2 separate regions of the Mus musculus genome follow, and region 1 is linked to region 2. A link is a contact called in public promoter capture Hi-C data. All regions are on one chromosome and are shown on one strand. The core of a region is the stretch at or near the end of the contact, and the rest is flanking DNA. Distances in the headings are between cores, read along the strand shown. Region 1 overlaps Wipi1 (WD repeat domain, phosphoinositide interacting 1). Region 2 holds the start of Rgs9 (regulator of G-protein signaling 9).

Evidence for each region. Promoter capture Hi-C pulls out the DNA fragments that hold promoters and counts their contacts.
Region 1: a contact with region 2 is called in a promoter capture Hi-C map of hematopoietic stem and progenitor cells, with 5 times the contacts expected there. The contact joins the enhancer-like site here to the promoter of Rgs9 in region 2. A contact is called at or near these places in 25 of 39 promoter capture datasets (the 3T3-L1 cell line, 3T3-L1-derived adipocytes, the C10 cell line and 14 more), 6 of 15 datasets of contacts at CTCF or cohesin (CD8 T cells, the NIH/3T3 cell line, embryonic stem cells and 3 more), 35 of 484 Hi-C or Micro-C datasets (B cells, CD4 T cells, CD8 T cells and 21 more), 10 of 115 datasets of contacts at active chromatin or transcription factors (Th17 cells, bone marrow-derived macrophages, embryonic basal ganglia and 5 more) and 5 of 9 other capture datasets (adipose tissue, embryonic stem cells, liver and 2 more).

The regions. Positions count from the first base shown.
Region 1 is chr11:109,582,046-109,589,667 of GRCm38.p6, forward strand. It overlaps Wipi1 (WD repeat domain, phosphoinositide interacting 1), which reads right to left. Exons shown (of 13, transcript NM_145940.2): 5 at 3,050-3,147; 6 at 2,030-2,122; 7 at 1,082-1,152; 8 at 327-434. The region is part of intron 2 of Gm39442 (a long non-coding RNA gene); the gene reads left to right. Among named protein-coding and RNA genes, the nearest start is that of Gm39442, 7.5 kb to the left of the region's middle. Within about 2 kb of position 5,771, at least 46 of the 459 cell types and tissues checked have an H3K27ac peak or open chromatin away from gene starts, as enhancers often do. A contact at or near this core is called in the HPC-7 cell line, bone marrow-derived macrophages and hematopoietic stem and progenitor cells, where this site is marked.
Region 2 is chr11:109,292,277-109,299,856 of GRCm38.p6, forward strand. It overlaps Rgs9 (regulator of G-protein signaling 9), which reads right to left and starts at 5,905. Exons shown (of 19, transcript NM_011268.2): 1 at 5,662-5,905. The coding sequence starts at 5,718. Gm39441 (a long non-coding RNA gene) reads left to right here and starts at 5,954. Exons shown (of 3, transcript XR_880277.3): 1 at 5,954-6,174.

The sequences.
Region 1 (7,622 bases), core at 4,521-7,020, 290 kb after region 2:
CGAGTCCCCCGTGAAGCTCGAGGTGCAAACGTAATTATGTGTCTGTTTAATAGGCAGGGAAAGTGAGCCATGGAGACCGAACACGCTTCCCAGCGTCTCACAGCTCAAAGCAGGCTGAGCAGAGAGGTAAAACTCAGGATCCCAGACCTAGATGTTGTGCTTTTGTGCAGGACGCCCCAAAACATTCTGCCAGCACGGACTCTACTACACTGGCAACAACACAGCAGCCGGGCCCAGCTTAAAAGTGAAGCTCCAACGAACGCACGCAGAATAACCGGGGACTACTCCTTCCGTCTGGTAGGAATTCTGCCTGGCCCCGCACTTGCCTGTCTGTCAGGTGTTCCATCTTGAAGATGTGCACGGTCTCCGTGTTGCTGGAGGCACACAGGAACTGGGAGTCCATACTGAACACCAGGGAGCTGATTGTCACATACCTAGAGACAACAACACCACATGGGCCGATAAGCCGGAACCGGGAGGGGCATCACCTCACTGTTCTGAGAGGGAAATGTGTCTCGAAGGGCCAAGCTGTTCTAACCCCCCCACCCCCACCCACAACAGTATGTGGTTCATGTTTAAAAAGCCACATGGGAGGGATTCAAGGGGAGCCCTGGGCTTAGGTAGAACCCACAGGGCCTGGCCCTTCCTCCCAGCCAGAGGATGGGAGCCCTGCTTCCTTAGCCTGTGGACCTCTCCAAGGTGCTCTGAACAGACCCAGCTGCAAACCTCTCAGCCAAAAACCGGTCCCAACCGCTCACATAGGATGGTGCCCCCTATTTCCCTTTGTGCAGGGATCGGACATTGTGTCCGGTGTGTAATTCCCTGGCCCTCTGCTTTCTCCTGTGCTGGTTTCCCTCCCATGGCCATATCAAAAGACCCTGACTTCTGGTCTCAAGTCTCAGCATTAAGCCCCCCCCCCTCTTCTTTGCCTTGTTTTTACAATGCCCCCCACCCCCGTGGGGCCCTGAGTCTATTACTTGGAAAGCATTTAACCTCTAGGAGGAGGCTGTAGGGCCTGCCCTTGCCCTCTCCCCAGCCAGCTGCCAGGGAGGTTTTAATGAGACAGACACTGGACACAGACCTTTTCATTCCTCGACGAAACTCATAGAGTTTCTGGCCCTCGGGAACAGAGAACACTCGGATGACAGTGCCCTGGGAGAGAAAGCAGACGGCCTTTTCCTAAGCACAGATGCTCCACACAGAGATGAGGCCCCTTCCCAAGGCAGTTTGCTCTGCTGGCTTTGAGCGTCTGTCTCTGAGGAGGAGCACAAAGCTTTGGGTGCAGGGGCATTTTTATTTGTATATTTACTGTGCCAAATATGAATTCTTGGAACTCTGTGTACCCCATGTAAAATTCCCTCCCTAGCCTTGTTCAAGGCTCTCTCAGTGTGTGTGCGTGTGCTTGTGTGATCACAAACTGTTCTGCGTTTATAGACTATTCTATCTCTGCTTATTAAAATATATCTGGTTTACATGGCATTTGAAATGTAACTTGATCACCTTCTTTGTTTATTCTGGTCAACAGAGTCCAATCTCTCCACATCTGTGGACAATGGGACATGCATCCTTATCTGGGGACAATAGGCACATGGGTCTCTCAGTAAAACCACAAGGTTTTGTTGTTGTTGTTGTTGTTGTTGTTTGTTTGTTTTTCGAGACAGGGTTTCTCTGTGTAGCCCTGGCTGTCCTGGAACTCACTCTGTAGACCAGGATGACCTCGAACTCAGAAATCTGCCTGCCTCTGCCTCCCAAGTGCTGGGGTTAAAGGCGTGCATCACCACACCCGGCTTAAACTACAAGTTTTTATGCCAAGTGTCTTGCTTCTGCGTTGCTGTCTGCCTTTGATATGGACAAACCCACTGATGGACTACTGCAGGCAGGGTCCAAACACTCTCACCCTGAAACCATTTCTGAGCAGGTCTAGAGACCCGTCAATCTTTACGTTGCTATTACTGCTCCAGCTGCAGTCTGCGCACCTCAGTAGGGGTTCTGCAAGCCCAGGCAGGAGAGGAAGCCAGAATACACTTACTTTTTCAGACGCGCTTGCTAGCTTGGAGCCCGAGGAGTTGAAGGTGATAGCGGCCAGCGTCCCCTCGTGGGCAGCAATGGTGCACACCGTTTTCTGTTGGTGTTGGGGAGAAGTGCAGATCAATACTGGTGAAGGGTGAAGATGAATTACCCCGTCTCCTTGCTCTCGGCCTTATCTCCCTGCTCACCACTGGGCTACTTGTGGTTAAGCTGAGAATCGTTTCCTATGGAGCTCTGCTAGTAGGAACCCCTCTTCCTCCCCCTCCCCCCGATCCCTGACCTCGCTCTGTTTTGGTGAACTAATGAGGGCTTCTTACAGGGTCTTGGGCAACTTAGCAATGGCAACTTAGTGGGCAACTATGCTACTGAAGAAAATGTCTCCCCTATCCCCACCATAGCAATTTAACAGCCACATGGAGCTGGTTCTCATAAGCCCCTCGCCCCAGCCCTTCCATGACATGCCCGATCTAGTGCAAATGTCAGGGTTACTGACAATCTGTGTCATGTACAGAAAGCAGCATTCTATTATGAGCCACCCTTTCTCCTGGGTCTTCTGTCCTTTCCATCCCATCTTCTGTGACATTCTCAGAGCTCTGTGTGTGTGTGTGTTCCTTACCCTGTCTTTGGGAAGGTGGATGACCAGCTATGTGCCTGACACAAAGCCAGGCTTTTAGGGGATCTTTCTGCTTGCTTCTTTAGGGGATTTCCAGAGTTATCCTGCCCTGCTCTATGAACCCTCGGGGAGCAGAGGGTAGCATAAGCAGATGGACTGTGAGCTGTCTCAATGATTTCACTGTGGGCAGGTGTTCTGCCTTGTTTTGGCACCTGCCTCACAGCGATGTTAACTAATATTGACTGAGAGCTTCAACAGAGATGCCCTTTATTTTCCTTCACCCAACTGCTGTGGCCAGAGAGCTCCCCCATACAGCTCACCCCACTGCAACAGGGCCTCCTTATCAAGTCTATTTACCAGCTGGCCAGGGCGGGCAGGCTGGTACACCAGGGACCGTTGTGAACTTACCAGGGAGTTTCCATCATAGAGTACAATCTCGCCTGTACTCTGGCTTCCAGGATAGGCCAGGTAAGAGTTGGAATGGTTGATAGACAGGGCACAGAGACCTGGCAAAGAACACACAGCATGAGGCCAAAGGAGCACGGCTGGAAAGGGCACCTGAAAACCATGTGTCTCTACTGCCACCTGCTGGCTAGGAGAGGAACATGCTTGAGTATTTCTGTAGCTTGTTCTAGTCCTTTCTTTTTGTCACCCACACCCCGGGGTCACATAGGGACACAGTCACAAAAAGTTGACAACCATGAAACATTTCTGAATGCACAGCAGGCAAAGATTAATTCGGAGTGAGGTACATACGGGATCTGGGGTGTTTCTGCAGTACCAGCCTGGTTTGCATCTCTTCGCTGCAGCCTTGGTTCTGAACACACAAAGTGCACACACCATACTGTGTGTGCTACCACACCGCTAACACACACAGCCTTCCGAGCACCTTGGCTCAGACTCATGGCTACCATATGCTGAGAGCTGCAGGGTTTTACTCTACACAAACTTCCCTACCCTTAGAGAAAAAGCAACAGTTAATAGGAAGCTGAGACATTCAATGTTTCCCCACACTGCCTGGAATGTTACTATCAAATTGGTATTGTCTTGTGTTGGAAAAGTTCAGAGCTGAGACTGAAGGAAGGAACATCCAGATACTACCCCACCCGGAGATCCATTCCATAAACAACCACCAAACTCAGGCACTATTGCAGATGCCAACAAGATTTTGCTGACAGGACCCTGATATAGCTGTTTCCTGTGAGGCTATGCCAGTGCCTGGTAAATACAGAAGTGGATGCTCACAGTCATCTATTGGATGGAGCACAGGGTCCCCAATGAAGGAGCTAGAGAAAGTACCCAAGGAGCTGAAGGGGTTTGCAACCCCATAGGAGGAACAACAATATGAACTAACCAATACCCCCCAGAGCTCGTGTCTCTAGATGCATATGTAACAGAGCATGGCCTAGTCGGCCATCAATGGAAGGAGCGGCCCTTGGTCTTGGGAAGATTCTATGCCCCAGTACAGGGGAATGCCAGGGCCAGGAAGCAGGAATGGGTAGGTTGAGGAGCAGGGGGAGGGGAAAGGGATAGGGGAGTTTTGGAGAGGGAACTAGGAAAGGGGATGGCATTTGAAATGCAAATGAAGAAAATATCTAATAAAAATATATTAAAGTCATAAAAATTGCTCTCTGAGTTGCTGATTTGAATTTCATTTTAAAATGGTTAAGTGAACCAAGGCGGTGGTGTTGCACATACACTTTTAGTCCCAGCACTTGGGAGGCAGACACAGGATCTCTGAGCTTGAGGCCAGCCTGGTCTACACAGTGACAGCCAGGGCCACACAGGGAAACCCTATCTTGAAAAACAAAAACCAAACAAAACAGAAAGTTAAACGAACCTTGGCTTGGGATTTGAACACAACTCACGCAATGCTCCTAAATATACTTCCTGGTGTTTGAAGTAATGCTTTTGGCACTACCAACTATAAAATAAAAAAAACACAGAATCATATGTTCAGCTGAGATTAGATTGCTCATGTGAAAAGAAGCAAGCTTTCTGTGTCATCAGTATGGAAACTTTACTGTCTTCAGGAAATGGTGAGATTATACCCAAGAATTATTTTAAAACAAATTTATGATCTATTATCAGCCAGTGTTTGATATATATATATATATCTATTTTGTCTGCATATATGCTCAGAGCCATTTAAAAAAAATTCTTGAACTGAGAAGGGGCTGTTGGGGGGGAGGAGTTTAAGAAATCCCGTTCTGAACAAAGGATTTGAATCGAGAAAACCTTCAGGAGACCTCTCGACTTAACACTGGCAGTGACCCCTCCACTGCTGAGCACTCAGACCTCGGGATACAAAGAATATTCTCTTTCACAGTTTTCAGCCCAAGGCTCTCAATCAGAGGTTCGCTCTCTTCCAATCCCATTACCCTCTGGAGCCCTGTGAGAGTTCACTCCTAACCGAACAGGACTTCCCAGTGGGAAAGGTCAGCGTGCTTTAGCTTTTCCTGAGTACGATTAAATACAGTTAGCTAGGAACTTCACGTTCAACTACCGGAAAGGCAAACGTTTTCTATCTCATCATCCACGCTGATAAGGGAGGGCGGAGCCTCCTCGGAGTGGAAGTCACTGGAGGTCTGCACTTTGGTTGAGGCGGCAAGCCTGGCCTTTGAGAGAAAACTTGCATCGGAACATGTTGGATGTAAGATGCCTCGATATCTTTTGGAAGTAAAGGAAGCCAAGGAAACTCTGGAGGTGACAGGAGCCATTTTTATTATAAGGATAATGGGGTGGGGTGGGGACAGTGTCCCTGCAGCACTGAGGGGAGATTTCTCACCCCAGTGACTGAGGTTAGTGGTCATACACGGTAGGAACTCCAGAGCCAAAGCTTAACCGGAAAACGATCTTCAAGAAGATCATATGAGAGATATCTTCTTAGATAATAATAAAAACAATAATGCTGGCTAGCTTTGTTGTAAACTGGTGTATTCAGTGGGTTCTTATAAAAAGCATTTGTAAAATGCTAGACCCAGGCTAAAAGGCTCCTTACTTATCCTGAAGGGGAGGAGACGGCGGGGGGGGGGTACAAAACCAGTTATGACTTGAAACTAGGTCCTGCTTCCTGCTCTGGCCTCTGAGTATACAGCCAGGCCTCTGTCTGCGCTTATCTCTTGCTGCACAGAACTCCACGAGGAGGCTGGCTGGCTGCCCTTAACTGCAGGTGCCAGCACAGCTGCGAGCCCCTACCTGGTCAAAGTCACTCGGGGGCCTTTGGCACCATGAGAGGCCACCTTCCCCGCTGCTCTCTGAGCCTTGGCTCCCGACTCTGTGAGGGCTCCAGATGTAATTTCAAGGGCAGCTGGGGGTGTGGGGGTGGACAGAGGTACTCTGGCCCCGAGACATGGAAGAGAGAATGAGATTGCGTGGGTTTGGGTGGGTGTCAGGTGGGACAGTGGCAGGGGACAGATTGAGATGCAGAGTACAGAGGAACTTGTGTTGACCGAACCGAATGCTTGTGATCTTGCAGGGAAGTGCTAACAACCACGTGGGGAAAGAAGAAAAAAAGCATAGTGAATGGGGCGGGGTAGAATGCTTCCTTTATAAGCTAGAGGGCCTAGATTCAGAGCCTAAGATCCATGTCAAACAAACGAACACCTAGCTTTACACACACACACACACACACACACACACACACACACACACACACACACACACACCCTGAGATGAGTAATCACTTCATAATTACTAGGAATAACTCCAATTTCAAAGGGCAGCTAGAGATGGAGAGATGGCTCAGTAGTTAAGAGCACTGGCTGCTCTTCTCGAGGACCCAGGTTTGATTCCCAGCACCCACGTGGCAGCTCAGAGCTGTCTCTAACTTCTGTTCTGGGGGAATCTGGTGCCTTCTTCTGGCCCCCACTGGCATCAGGCACACATGGTGCACAGATTCCCATGCAGGCAAAACACCCATTCACGTAAAAAAATTTTTTTGAGGAAGCTAATAAATGCAGGTGAGGAGATGGAAACACTGGATGCTGTGTACAGGGGTGTGAACTGGGGCAGTGTGTTAGAGAGCAACCTGGGAGGTCTCAGAAGTTAATCACAGTTATCACATGACCTGGAAATTCTACTCTCACGTGCACACCAGAGAGAAATGACAGCAATGCCAACACAAAACTCTTACATATGAATGGGTGCACTTAACAATATCCATTAGCACCAAAAGCTGAAAATACAGAGGATGGGAGTGGCGGGGGTAGTTGAACCAAAACTAAGGATGGATGGAAACCCACAGCTTGGTAAACTAATTTAGAACATTTCCTTTTTTAAAAGGGGGAGTTTGAATGTAGCCACCCTCTAGGTGGAAGATGCTTTCCCAAGAAGATATGGGTTATTAAATGAACATCTCTATCTCAGACATAAGACAGCTCTCTATAAGTCATTGGTCAGCGAGAACCCTGAAGTACCCCCCAAACACAGGCGTTTGGTTGCTTGACGTAACTACATGGTAAGATAATAGTACTGATGTTTAACGTACCGGGATACAAGGAAATCAGGCTTGAACTGTCCTGGAAACTTCCTCCATGCAGGCCACCAGAGGAGAAAGGCCATCAGTCGTATAGCCCAGTGGGCAACCCTGCATGTTACAATACCAACCTAAGAGACAAGAATGACCTACTGTGGCAATGGCGGTGCAAAGGTTATGGAGACAGCCGGCAGCTTTTGAATAGAATCTGAGACCTACGCTACAAGAGAGGATTTATGCCTGAGACTGAAAAGCTGATCAAAAATCCAGAGCTTTGGAGGTCACAGGCTCTAGAAGGAACGTTCTCCTGTGGTCTTGCCTAGGGATGTGTGGTCAAACTGCCTCCTAAATATTTATGCTGGTACATATAGATCAGCGCTGCCGTCATCCTCGGCCTGATCACCAGGCAGGGCGGACCCGGAAGTGAGCAAAGTACTGAGACTAAGTGATCACTGAGTACTCAGTCCAAACTGGGGCAGCTGTGAGAACCGTCCTCTACCCCAA
Region 2 (7,580 bases), core at 4,655-7,154:
CCCACAGTCTCTAAGGGATCAGAAGAGATGGCTTTGATGGCTCCGACATCCCACCTACCACACCCACGCTGCTCCCCAAATTAAGGAGCTGTCACTCATAGTGGAAGATCTCAGGGGCTGGAATTTTCCTTAACACTGGGGAAGGCTCCCAAGAGGACAATCATAATTAGTGATTTCCTATATCGAAATGGGGCAAGTGACCCAAAACCACATGGTTGTTTTTCTAATGGAGGCACTTGTGACCTTGCAAATAAGCCATGGTCAGCTCAACTCAATGGATTAAAGACATACCAGACTCTGTGCCTGGCCACTACGTGGTGGCCTTGCCCCAAAATCTGCTCTCTCAACTCTATTCTTAGCTCAGCAAGGCACTGTAGGCATCCCCAGCTAAGGATTGTAGCTTTTGTGTCTTGCACATCTCATACCTGTCCACTAAATCTTATCCATTGGGAAGTCCTCCGACCCACTCTGGACTACAGTCTCTGCCTTGGTTGGTCCACAGAGGTCAGTGTGCTCTTCCAACTCATCCTCCTAAGTGATGAGTTTAGCATCCGCTCGCCATGACCATACTACCCCTTAAATTAAGGAAGAATGCCCTGTGGACATTTTGAGTGTGGACACTATTCGTTGGGGATCTTCCGGATGCGAGGTAGATTATTAATTAGTATTCCATTGCCAGTAAGATTCCCTGTCGGGTACCTATAATATATACAATTGTTGCCCAGTGTCTCCAGAGGCTATTGTTTCAAATATATATTCAAACCACCTAACAAGTTCTTCTAGAAAGACTAACTCTTGAGTGGATTGTAGCTTAAGTGGTAGGGCACCTGCCTGTCATGCATGAAGCCCCGGCCCTAATTCCCAACACCACATTAACTGGGTATGGTGCACACATCTTCAGTATCAGCACTTGGGAAGTAGAGGTAAGAGGCTCAGAAGCTCCCAGTCATTCTCCACTGCACAGGAACTTTTAGGCCAGCCTGGGATACATCAAACCCTGGCTTGGTATCAGCAATTTCCAAGAAGCAGCCAGTATCAAGAAGCTCTCGTGGTCTCATCAGAACCACCCCTGTAGCATGTAAACTAACCCACAGCATTCATCCCTGGTTTTAAAAAACATCAAACGGCAGCTCATCAAATGCAGAAAGCGTCAGATCTTCACCGCATCACCCGAGGCTTTCCACCGTCAGCCTTTCTTACCTCTGGCCTTCACATCCACCCACCTCTACAACCCCTCCCGCCCCCTCTCTGCCTCCTGATCCAGACTCATGGAGTCTTCCATATTGACAGGCTCTCCTACATGTATGTATTTTATATCAGCCTAAGATGTTGCCCATCTTCCCCTCCTCCTGGAAAAACATCAATGATTTTTCATAACTCAGTTACAAGCCTCCTTGAGCAACCTTACTCCTCCGATCCCGAGCACAGCATACACAGCATACTTCTCCCGCACTGGGCACATCCTCCAACAATGCCCCACAACCACATACCGTGTTTCTCACGGTTTACCCAGTATGCATTACCCACTGGACTCCAAGCTCCTTGGTGCGCCTGGCACCTGGCACCCCAGCACTGCATTTTGTATACCTAATAAAAAGGATGATATGGGAGAGCAATTCTCTCCCTCTGCACCAAATCTCCTTAACACCGCTGCTTCTCAATGGCTATCTAAGCAGAAGGGAGATACCATAAGCGACACAGAAAAGTCAAGTCACCTAAAAGAGGGCTCCTTCCGATGACATCAAGAAATCCCCGGGGCACTGAAGCTAAAATGGCCAGGATAGTGACCATGTTACCATTGAGATATGTGGACCAGCACCAGAGTAAGGGTCTATGGGGCCAGATGCTCCTCAGTTTGTCATGTGTCACCAGCTAATTCTATAGTAAAGCCCCGGCAGGTGGATCGCTACCTTTCGGTCACACTTGTCTTCTTGAGCCAAGATCGATCTCACACTCACTATGTAGCTGTAACAGCTAGTTTTCATGTCAGCTTGATACAAGCGAGGGTCATTTTAGAAGAAGGAATCTTTTTATTATTATTATTATTATTATTATTATTATTATTATTATTATTAGTTAGTTAGTTTTGGTTTTTCGAGACAGGGTTTCTCTGTGTAGCCCTGGCTGTCCTGGAATTCACTCTGTAGAGTGAATGCTGGCCTTGAACTCAGTAGAAGAAGGAATCTTAATAAAGAAAATGCCTCAATAGGATTAGCCTGTAAGCCAGCCTATGGGGCATTTTCTTGATTGAGGATTAATATGGGAAGGCCCAGCTTACTGTAGGCAGTGGCACCACTGAGCTAGCAGTCCTGGATGCTATCAGACATCAGGCTGAGCAAGCACTGGGGAACAATTCAGTAAGCAGTGTTCCTCTGTAGCCTCTGCTTCACTTCCTGCCTCCGGGTTTGGGCCCTGACTTCCCTCAGTGATAAACTGCTACCTAGAAGTATAAGATAAAACAAACCCATTCCTCCCCAAATTGCACTGAGCTTGAGGTGGAGGTCTGTGATGGAAACACTTTGACTCACAGGAGACAAGGCCCTACTGAGCAGCATCGGTCTCCCGCCTTTGAGAAGAGCCTCCATTTCCAGGGTGTCTGGAGTAATGGGGCAGGTACAGGAGACCCTTACATTGACTTGCTGGACTCGGGGGAAATGAAGATAGCTTATTATCCATCTGTCTCACCACAGTGGTCATCTTAGCTTACAGTCAGGCACATCATTTGTCTGTTCCAAACTTTGCAATGATTCCCTAGGGTGGGTAGGGGATCAAACTGCCTTCAAGGCATTCTGGGGGCTCATTATTATCGGGCTCATTATTGTCTCCCCTGCTCCCTCTACCTTTCTGCCTGTTTCTTGTGCTTTAAAATATGTCTACGAAGGGCCAACAGACCCTCAGACTCACCAGATCCCCTGTGTCTTTGCACTTCCATACCTTGGTGCATGTTGTCCTCTCTTCCTGCAGTCTCATCTATCTGTCCCTCCCCCCCCTTCCCTCCTCTGTCTCTCTCTGTCTCTCTATCTCTGTGTGTTTGTCTCTGTCTCTCTCTCCTTCCCTCCTTCTTCCTTTCTCTGTCTCCCTGTCTATCTCTGTGTGTTTGTCTGTCTCTCTCCCTCTCTCCTTCTTCTTCCCCCTCCTTCCTCTCTGTGTCTCTCTATGTCTCTGTCTGTCTGTCTGTCTCTCTCCCTCCTTCTCCTCCCTCCTCTTTCTCCTCCTCCTCCTTCTCCTCCTCCTTCTCCTCCTCCTCTTCCTCCTCCTCCTCCTCCTCCTTCTTCTTCTTCTTTCTCTCTCTCTCTCTCTCTCTCTCTCTCTCTCTCTCTCTCTCTCTCTCTCTGCCTAGACTCCCCCATTTATCCTTCAGTTCTCAGACCCATGTCCCCTGGTTATGCAGGCCCCCTCCCCTATCCCACACCAGAAGAAGACTCTGATCATTGTATCACACTTGCCGTGCCTGTATTGTTTCCAGGTTCCACCTATGCTTGTGTGCCTGGCAAGTCACTTAACCTCTCTGAGCCTCAGTATCCTTCTCTGTAAAGGACAATGGCAACTGTCTGACAAAACAAGACAATGCACGCAAAGCCCTGCCCACCTTGGACACTGATGGAGTGGAGAATAGTACCTCACCTGGGTCCGCATTCTGCTGGTCCCGGCCTTTTTTCTGAAAGCCTGGTTACTAACTCAGGTGGATAACTGCTGAGGACTTTCTACCATAGGCTCCTGAGGTTCTGTAGACCTCTGTTCTGTCCTCTGACCTACGGGGTTCTGTGATCCAACTCAAGACCCCAGTGGGCACAGATGGGAAGCAGACAGGATCCTTACCAGGACAAAGCAGCTAGGAGAACAATACTGTGGGTGAGGAGGACACAGTCTGTAGATCCAGAGAGGGAAGTTGCTCTCCCCATGGAGTCAGAAGGACCCTGCTTCACAGAGGAGCGGGAGTTTGGCAGAGGGGGGAAAGGATCTTTCTGTAAAAGCATGGGGTCCTAGAGAAATGAGGACATTCTGAGTGACAGCTTAGGGTGGCTGGCCTGCTTTGTTCTTCTCCTTGGAGGGCAGGAGTGGGAGTTGAGTAAGAGGAAGAGCCAGGGAGATGGTGGAAACTGGGCCCCGAGCAACCAGGCTGCAAAGGGTGGACAGTGTCCTGTGCATCTAGGAAGCCAATGGGGCCAGGGGTGGGGGGAACATCCTATATGAGAACTCACTCAGTGTGGGAAAGAAAACCAATGTGTATGAAGGGTGTCAGGGAGGAGGGGAGAGGCAGTGAGGACCATGAAGTAGGGTGAATGCAGAGGCTGTGTAGAAGAAGAGGTTTGGCTGGGAGTAAAGGGGAGATGGGCTAGATGGGACTGGACAGGGTGTAGAAGGGGAGGCTGGGGTGGAGGTGAGGGGGGAAGGTTAGGATGGAGAGAATCAGAGGACAGGCTGGGGAGGAAGTGAGAGGGTCTGAGGAGGAGCTGAGGAAGATTGTGTGGAGGTACAGCATGCCGGGGGTGTGGGGGGAGGATGCTGGAGAGCAAGACACCACTCAGAAGGCCAAGGGAAAGGATGCATGGGAGTGATAAACACACGAGTGCTACAGATAGGTGCTCTAAGCTCCAAGCCAGGGCCGTCCTGCACGGCAGGAGAAGACCAGCCTAGACACGATCTGAAAATGACGTTCGACTTTGGACCACCAGACTTGGGCAGCCTCTTGTCCTTTCAGGAGCTGGGAGCTGCACTGTCTACTCTCCTGAGTGAGACAGTGTTCCCTTCTGTTTACGGCATGGCCCTTACATCTCTTCTATCTGGCTTCTCGGGGAGATGACCAGGTGTGCCGAATGTCCTGGTGTGCCCAGGTCTGTCCAGCTTTTAACATCTTGTAGATTAGGATACTTAGTCACCAACTGCACCCAGTTGCTAAGCTCCAGAGGCTCAAGGCAGGGAGGGCCCAGCTTGTCACAGAACATCCATCGGGCTAATTCCCTCAACAGGATAATCCTATGAAAAGTGGCATGAGCCAGAGGTAGGGCAGACAAGTGACCTGGGACTTAATCCTGTGAGTGTCTCTTCCCACACTGTCTAACTTAAAAGCCCAGAACTAAATGAACCACTTTGTCCCCAAACACGTCACCCCATAGGTACATTCCACCTCCCACATGTCCATCGGGAACGGACACCCTGTTCTGGCCATTAGCCATCGACAAGAAACGGTTCTAACTATACAGAAAACACACAGATTGCCATCCTGGGATCAGGGGAGGCTCTTGATCCCACAAATCACATTTTCCTGGTCTTTTTATACACACAGGCATACACACACTTAAAAATCCTGCTGTTTAGTATTGGGGGAAATGTTCATTTAATAGCCGATTCCTTGTAACAATATAGGCTGTCTCAAATCACCGCGCAGCTTCAAGCACTCTCCTGAGTAACAGGTTGTTTTTGGCCTGCAGCAGACCATCACGGCTGCCTTCGAATTCTCCACTACAGTTTACGCGAAAACCCAATCATTATGGTTTTTAAATACAACACATAGAGCCACATAGAAGTCATTTAGTAAAATTGGGCAGCGCGGATCGACCTAGATGGACGCCCTCTGCCCCTGCCCAATCTTCCCTTGGACACTCCACATACTGGGTCCCCGCCCACTTGCCAGGGTCCAGATGGGGATTCCCAGGGTACCTTTTGGAGAAATGCCATCCTCGGCCTGTACTGCTGGCCTTGGTGTCGGATCGTCATTCTGGACCCTGGATGAATTCACGACCACAACACGAATGGGAGCGAAAGGGGAAACCCCCAAGTTCACAAGCCAGCCTGGTCTGCCCCAGCCTGGGCGTAGACCGGGAGGCACAGAGAGCGGAGCGCGCAGGGCCCAGAATACCGCCCTCCACCCCTCGACTCTCCCTCGCACCCGCCGACATGCAAAGCAGCTGGAATTCGCGCCAACCAATCAGCGAGCAGCGCCGCGCGCTCATTAGCATGCACTGCGCGGGCTCCCACCTGCCACCAGGGGGCGGCGTCCGGCTCCACCTGGACCAAACCTCAGGTAGGAAGGCCAGATCAGGGATGCTGAAGCTAGAGCATCTGCCCCAAGGTGTGTGAGCCTGTTAATCTCTTTATATACAGAAGTGAGACAGAGCACAGTGGGAAAGGAGCTTTCCGACGCCAGCTTGCAGGAGAGTTGGACATCTTTGGGTAAGTCAGCGCTAAGAATTTCTTTATAAGAGAAGAGAAAATTTTAAACAGTTTCATGGTATCCAATAGAAGTGTCCATGAAGCTTCTAATAGATAAGTGAGCAACGCTGTGATTGTTCCTAGATAGATATTTAAGATAAAAAAAAATACCAGATGTAGACTTTTATTAATTGGCCTAACAAATAGACTAACTAGTAAGATGTTGGTTTCAAGAGAGGAAGAAGTGAAGAAGCCCATAGACACTCTTTAGCTAACTGTGTGCCCTTAGGCAAATTATATTTTACTTCTAATTCCCGATACTTGTATTTGTTTGTCTTTAATAGACTCTTAAAGGAACTTTTAAACTGACCTAAAAATTGGGCAGATGGGACAGAATAGATGCCTCCAGAGTGGCCACCTGCTCCACACATTCATAACCCCCCTCCAGGGTCAACCTGTCTGGGGAGATTGGTATGTGTCACCAATTGATGAGCCTATATTGGCATATATCCAGAAAAAAAAAAAAAGGATGAAGCCTCCACTTAGTCTACACAAGCAGGATAGATATACAATGTCGCATCTCGCATGTTTAAGTTGAAAAAGAACAAAGGGATTCGCCTTAGTGGTGCTCAGTCAACTGGTATACCTTTAGCATCTAAGCCCTTATCCACTATTTTTTTTTCCTTTCAGGCACATTTATTTGTAAGAATCCGTTGAACGCTGTGGACACTCTCAGAAAGCATGCTCACACACATGTTCACATAACACTGACTCCAGTTTGCAAACAATGTCAAAGTGCTCGTTTCCCCTGGGCCCCATGCAGAAGCCCCCACATCACAAACTTCAGTGAAAAGGATGTGAGCTCTCCAGGGATGGGTTGATGCAGAGGACCGGGGTTTCTGCCAATCATACCAGACCTCTGAGAAGCGTGTTCCTTATGTGAGCTGGGATCCCAGGAAAAAGCTGCAATGTCTTGACGTTTCCTCATGGAACAACTTCTGGGTTTAGTGTTACACGGAATACACATAAGCAAATAAAGCCAGCATTTCTTAGTTCTATAAATTCTGAGTAAGGAAAATAGAGGTGATTTCCTAAGGGGGTGGATTGGGAGCTTAAGTCATTCAGCAATGAGGAAAATCGAAAATGTAAGGAATTGTGCTCAGCTCTAGAATAGGAGCCGTCGTAGAGAGCATGCTGCTCACTGTCATCTCTTCTTTCAAGCTTCCCTGTGAAGCAGTCATATTTTGGAGGATTTTCTCTTAGCCTATTGGACCAGAGATGCTTGGTGGGTGTACCAGAGGCTGGTCCTCAGCCTGCGATGTGGTTCCACAAAGCTTAGGTTACGCTTCTTAGAGTATTTATTATATTACCTTTGCAGATGTCAACCAGAGCCAGAGAGATGGGACATGGAGACAAGAGGAATCTGA